Regions from separate parts of the Mus musculus genome. Here region 2 is linked to region 1. A link is a contact called in public promoter capture Hi-C data. All regions are on one chromosome and are shown on one strand. Each heading gives the region's core, a stretch centred on a gene start, on an enhancer-like site or on the middle of the called end of the contact. The rest is flanking DNA. Distances are from core to core; before and after follow the strand shown. Region 1 holds the start of Elovl4 (elongation of very long chain fatty acids (FEN1/Elo2, SUR4/Elo3, yeast)-like 4). Region 2 has its middle 7.9 kb from the start of Gm22830.

Region 1 (2,772 bases), core at 191-2,690:
ACTCAAACTGACCTCCACTGTAGAAGAGAGGCTCCAAGAAAATTCTTGAATAAAGCTGCCTTAATGATTCCACATTATATTAAATAAGCAAAGACGGTGACATTTTGTGAGGTGAGGGTAGGAATCTGTTCTCCATCATAAAAACATCCAAGACTCCAAGACAATACAGAGGTAGCAACCAATACCATAAGCAAAGGGAAACCTAACTCATACTCACATTAACAAAGGAAATGAAATTTGACTAGAATTCTTTGTAGTTACTAGATTCGTAACTAGGAATTGAGGTGTAAGAAATTCTTTAATTTGAGAAACTTCATTCTGGCAAGCAGATTTGACAAATTAATAAATCATATCATTTGGTTGATTTCAGAATAAAGCATGTAAAGAAGGCTGTGGGGGTCTGAGTTATATAGCAAATCAGTTACCTTTAATTAGCCTTCCTCGCCGAAGCTCTCTCTACTTAAACAACTCCCACTATGCTCTGAAGTGATGTGCGTTATAATTTTGTCACCATAAATATTTATGACTTGCTATTTATAGCACAGAGTTAGGGCTCAGGTAGTACTCATGTTAACAACGTTGAGCATTTGACTCAGTGACCTCTAAAATAAGCATTCTAAATCAGTCAAGTGGAGAAAAAAAGCCGAAACAAAAGTGGATGGCACATCTGAATAAAACGCATATGAACTTGTTATTGGACCATTCACTGAAATCTTGCTTTATGTCAGAAACTATAAAAATGGCATAGTGTGATTTTGTTGCTGCAGTTATTGTTGTTGCTATTTATTCATAGAGACTGCTTTCTTCTCACAAGTCAACTGCTCTTTTTCTCCTCAGCATCACCCTTTCAGATTGACCTGAATCTCATGTGGTGCAAGTGGACTCTTTTAGCCTATTCTTATGGCTCCATCCTCTCTGAACTACCAATAGCCTAATTTGGTACAATTATATTGCTTTGATCGGCCAGTGTCGCTGTTTTCAATACTCACAAGGATTTAACTACATGCTAATAATATTTACGGGGTGACCACAGACTACTCTCCTTTGCCGCTGCTTAAGACAAATGGCATTCCTTTACAGTGAAACCACCCGCATTTCCTTGTCTGGGTGACAAGCACGTGCCACAGGCGAAGACAGCAAAAGCACATGTGATGGAGGTGAATGATAGGCAAGAACCAGAAATGCATCGCGTACTTCATCTTTGCCCACAAACTCCCACTTTTTCCCGTCCGGTTTCCCACGTTGCATCCGGCAGAACAGAGGTAACCGTGGGCAGGAAGGCAGGGGAGGAGGACTGGGTACGAGGTGTCCCCCTGCGGCGTTCCTGTGGCCCAGGTGGTGGCCCGGGGCTGGCCTTAGCGCGCCTGCGCAAGCCGGCCACCACTCGCGACCGCAGCATCCCCGCGCCCGGGGCGAGAGGAGGCGCCGCCCCGCCCCGCGCGGCCACGTGATGCGGGCGAGGGGATTGGAGCTGCGGCAGCGCGCGGCGACAGAGAGGAGCAGCGCTGGGCGCTCGTGGCTGGTCCTCCTCCTCCTCCGCCCTCCGGCTTCTTGTCTCTGCTGTTCGCCGCTGCTCTCCGCCTGCATCCCCAGTCGCGGCGCCTGGAGGAGGAGGAGACGCCGCTGCCAGCAGGGTTCCCGCCGCAGTCGCCCACGGTCCATCGGAGCCTCTCTTCTCGCCGCTGCTCGTACCTCTCCTCGCCAAGATGGGGCTGCTGGACTCAGAGCCCGGCAGCGTCCTGAACGCGATGTCCACGGCATTCAACGACACCGTGGAGTTCTATCGCTGGACCTGGACCATTGCAGGTACAGGCGAGGGGCCTCACCCATCTCCTCTGGGTGTTCCTTGGGCTGCCCACGGCTCAGACGCCAGTCCCCGGCTTCAGCGCTAGGCAAGGCCCTGCGCCCCCTACCCAGCGCCTTGAGGCTGTTGGGGGCGCTCGGGTCCCCGCAGATGCGGCGCCGCGGACCTCGCGGTTGTGCACTGGTTAATCAGATGAGACTCTCAAGGCGTACTCCCCCCCACCCCCCATCCCCTCAACACTCCCATCTCTTCAGCTCCGCGAATGCAGGAGCTGACTTAACCAGATGCTACCAGTGCAGCCAAGGAACCACCCTGCCCTGACGCCCGCATTTCCCGAGCTCGCCTATTATCTTATGCACTGGTACTCCTTATAGAGCGATAGGCCTGGAGGCGGACGAGGGCTGCGACTATACCTGTCTCTCCGCTACTTCAGCTTCCTTGAAGACTTTGACAAACCACTCATTATCTTCTTCCATTTAGCTAACCTCTTTGTAGTATAATTTCGACTGAAAAGTAAAATAACATTATTTAGCTTCTTGAAGAACGTTAGTTTTTTTGTGGTTTCCCAGTAGCAAATCTGTTAGGCTACCCTCTGCGAGAGCTTTGCGCAGTGCAGTGCCGTCAGGGGGAGGGGAAAGAAGGCAGGCTTTGGGCTGGGGGTCTCCGCAGCAGCACCTAGAGGATGGCTCAGAAGCCTGCATAAGCATAAGTACAGTGTACTGAAATTAGCGAACTTTCCCTTCAGCTGTTGAGTTTGCAGAGCAGGGCTGTCATTGAGTGACTTAGTTTTCCTAGCAGAAGTAATTGTAACATAAATGTTCACGTTTTAACATTTCTTCACTTGCTTTGTTGCTTTAAAAAGTTTCCGAGACCTTAAACGTTAAGTTTAAAGGATCCCAGGGAATAGTTTGGGGCTTTAAATTTGTGTTGTGTGTTTGCAGTGTGACCCTGTATTCTAGCAACGGAGG
Region 2 (2,772 bases), core at 88-2,587, 2.0 Mb before region 1:
AAAAAAAAAAGAAAAAAGAAAATTGGCCCCCAGTTGGTGGAACTGTTTGGGGAAAGGTTAGGAGAAGGGAGAGTTCTGGGGGAGGGTGATGACACTTCCAAAGATTCTCACTGTTCCCAGCATTCCCCTCTCAGCCTCCTGCTTACTGTCCAATGTGAGCCCTGGCTGCTCCTGCAGTGATGCCTTTGCGCCACCACCATGGACTCTGACCCTCTGAAACCATAAGCCCAATCACACACTTCCTTTTCCAAGTTGCCCTGATCTTGGTGTTTTGTCACAGTGAAGAGAAGTGGGTAGGATAATGAGCTGAGTGGGAATCCGTAGCAGAGTTGAAACTGTGTGTGGATCTGGTGATCTGCCTCCTTCGTGTCACTCAGAACTCTCATAAATTGAGTCACACATCTCAGTCATGTTCTCTCCCCCACACCCAGCTCGCCCTACCATAAAACGCATCATTCACGTCTCATTTCTCAGCAAAATTATGAGACATGTTGAGTGCATTTTCACATTAATAATATTTTAGCTAACAGCACTTTCAAGAATCTACAGACCATTTACCAAGGAAACTAAATTATTTTAAATACTAGCGTCAAGATTAATGAGCCGAAAGCCTTTCTAAAGTAGTAACCTCATGTTTTACTGTGGGTAAAAACACAATTCCCCGATCTCTGAAATTCAGCATTCTGTATTAGATTCTGTCTTAATTAGCGAGAGAAAAAAACAAATAAACATTGCGCTCTGTTTTTCCATCATGGACTCTGACCACAGCTTTAATGGCCGCCATGTTTTCTCTAAAGCAACTCAAATGACTATGAAGCCCTTTCCTAATGTAAATGTATCTTTGGAACAGAATTGTTGCAAATGGGAAGTAAAATTTAAGTTCTTGTCATCAAAAATAAGGGTGGAGGTTAATCCATCTTTTGTTTTGGTTTTCTTTCTGCCCCTCTTAATAGGTGCTCTGGGTACCAAGGTATTCCCCGCTGCTGAGAGACACACATTCTGTCAGAAAGGACACAGTGTTTGTAGGCTGAAACACATAGGAAGAGGAGAGAGTTTACTGGGTGGATGTGTGCAAGAGGAAAGCTCAATAAACCAGTGTTCTTCACATTTCTCCATTCCTCCCTGGCATTGTTAGACTGGTCATACTGGCCACTGCAGGAATGGAGATGGCCTTCTTCACTTCTTTGACATTTGACATCCTAAAATTGTGTGTGTGTGTGTGTGTGTGTGTGTGTGTGCGCGCGCACATTCCCTTTCTGGAGAAGTGGTGCAGAGAGATAGCAGTTGGTGGCACACCACCTGTGTGGAATACAGCCCCAGTGTTCCTGAAGAGTGGAGTGCACACAGTCAGATGGTCTGGGTTATCCCTACCCACCATCAAGTCTCAACCATATTTTTCTGTGTGATTATAACCAGATGTTCTCAATTCCCGAGGCTCCAAATACAGTTAACCTTTCTTTCCTAAACTGTTCTAAATTCCTGACCTTTCTCTTAACTTAAAAAAGTGGAATAATACAGACTCTGTAGTTATCCATATTCTGATTTTTCCTCACAGTTTTGCAGTGCCCCTTTCAAACATCCTTTCTTTCTCTGTGCTTTTTAATCTTATAATGTTGCTTTTTAATAGCAACCCGCCAAAGCTTTCTGTGTGTCACTTAAAAGAAATATTACAAGACGAACTGTCTCCTTTAGTCCAAGAGCTATGGGATTATTTGCATGTGTAATCCGTCCTTGTCTTCTGCCAGCACTGGCTTTTCAGCTCCAATCCTCCTGATGTAGCAAAGGAATGAGTTATATGTTACTGATAGAACACTAAGCCCACGATCTTCCCAGGCTCCGGCAGCCCTAATGGGAACCAAAGGAAATTCAAATTATGCATTCTCTCATGAATTTATTTCTCTTTCCTGTCTCCCCTCTCCTATATTGCTAACTTTCTTACCTTTTTTAAAATTCAATTTCCTGTCTGTCGTGTAACAACCCTAAAGCTGCCTTTGAACCATTCTCAGAACCAGTCAGCATTTATTGATAGAGATGTAAAGTATTGATGTGTTGCCTTGTAAGATGGTTAGGTTTATCATTAAAGGCTTATTTATAGTAATAAACCACCAATTTCAGAGATGAACTGGAGTGCCTTGCCTAGTTATTTGTGTTTATACAGTGCCATCTAGTGACAGATACATTTAAAAACCCCGTGTCGTTGGGTCAGATTTAGAATCGCCAGGTATTAATAACAAGTCTTTGGAATCCCAAGGATTTTGTCTATTTGACTGGTTTGGTTTGGTTGGTTTGGTCATTTGTTTTTGTGGAGATTGGTTTTCACTTTTCTCTCCCATCCTGGAGTTTCTTGTTGATGTCAGGAGTTTGAAAATCTAATTTGTTTTTTGGAGCACAGAAAAGGCTACAGTCTATTTTATTATTTAGAGGGATTATTGCGTTTAAACTTTGGACTTTTTTATACTCTTTTACCCCTGCCTGTCACAATAAAATAAAAAAAACATACTTTGCTGCTGAGATTAGGTGTTATGCCAGGAAGCGTTCGTGAACCCCAAAAGACCACCAAGGAGATGTTTCCAATGCAATAATAAATAGCATTAGGGTCTCTTTATTACAAGCTCTGGCTTGGGATCTTCTACAACCCAACTCTGACAGGGCAGGATTGGGAGGGAAGGCGAAGCAGCCTTGAACCCTCAGCAGAACAAGGTTTTATAGGAAATGGAAGTAAGTAAGGGGGCGTCCATCCTGACACGTATCTTACTAAATGTCTATTGTAAA

Evidence for each region. Promoter capture Hi-C pulls out the DNA fragments that hold promoters and counts their contacts.
Region 2: a contact with region 1 is called in a promoter capture Hi-C map of second pharyngeal arch cranial neural crest. The contact joins the enhancer-like site here to the promoter of Elovl4 in region 1. A contact is called at or near these places in 1 of 39 promoter capture datasets (second pharyngeal arch cranial neural crest) and 1 of 115 datasets of contacts at active chromatin or transcription factors (astrocytes).

Annotation. Positions count from the first base shown.
Region 1 is chr9:83,804,973-83,807,744 of GRCm38.p6, reverse strand. Elovl4 (elongation of very long chain fatty acids (FEN1/Elo2, SUR4/Elo3, yeast)-like 4) reads left to right here and starts at 1,440. Exons shown (of 6, transcript NM_148941.2): 1 at 1,440-1,806. The coding sequence starts at 1,707.
Region 2 is chr9:85,779,041-85,781,812 of GRCm38.p6, reverse strand. No RefSeq gene overlaps it. Among named protein-coding and RNA genes, the nearest start is that of Gm22830, 7.9 kb to the right of the region's middle. Within about 2 kb of position 1,337, at least 4 of the 459 cell types and tissues checked have an H3K27ac peak or open chromatin away from gene starts, as enhancers often do. A contact at or near this core is called in second pharyngeal arch cranial neural crest, where this site is marked.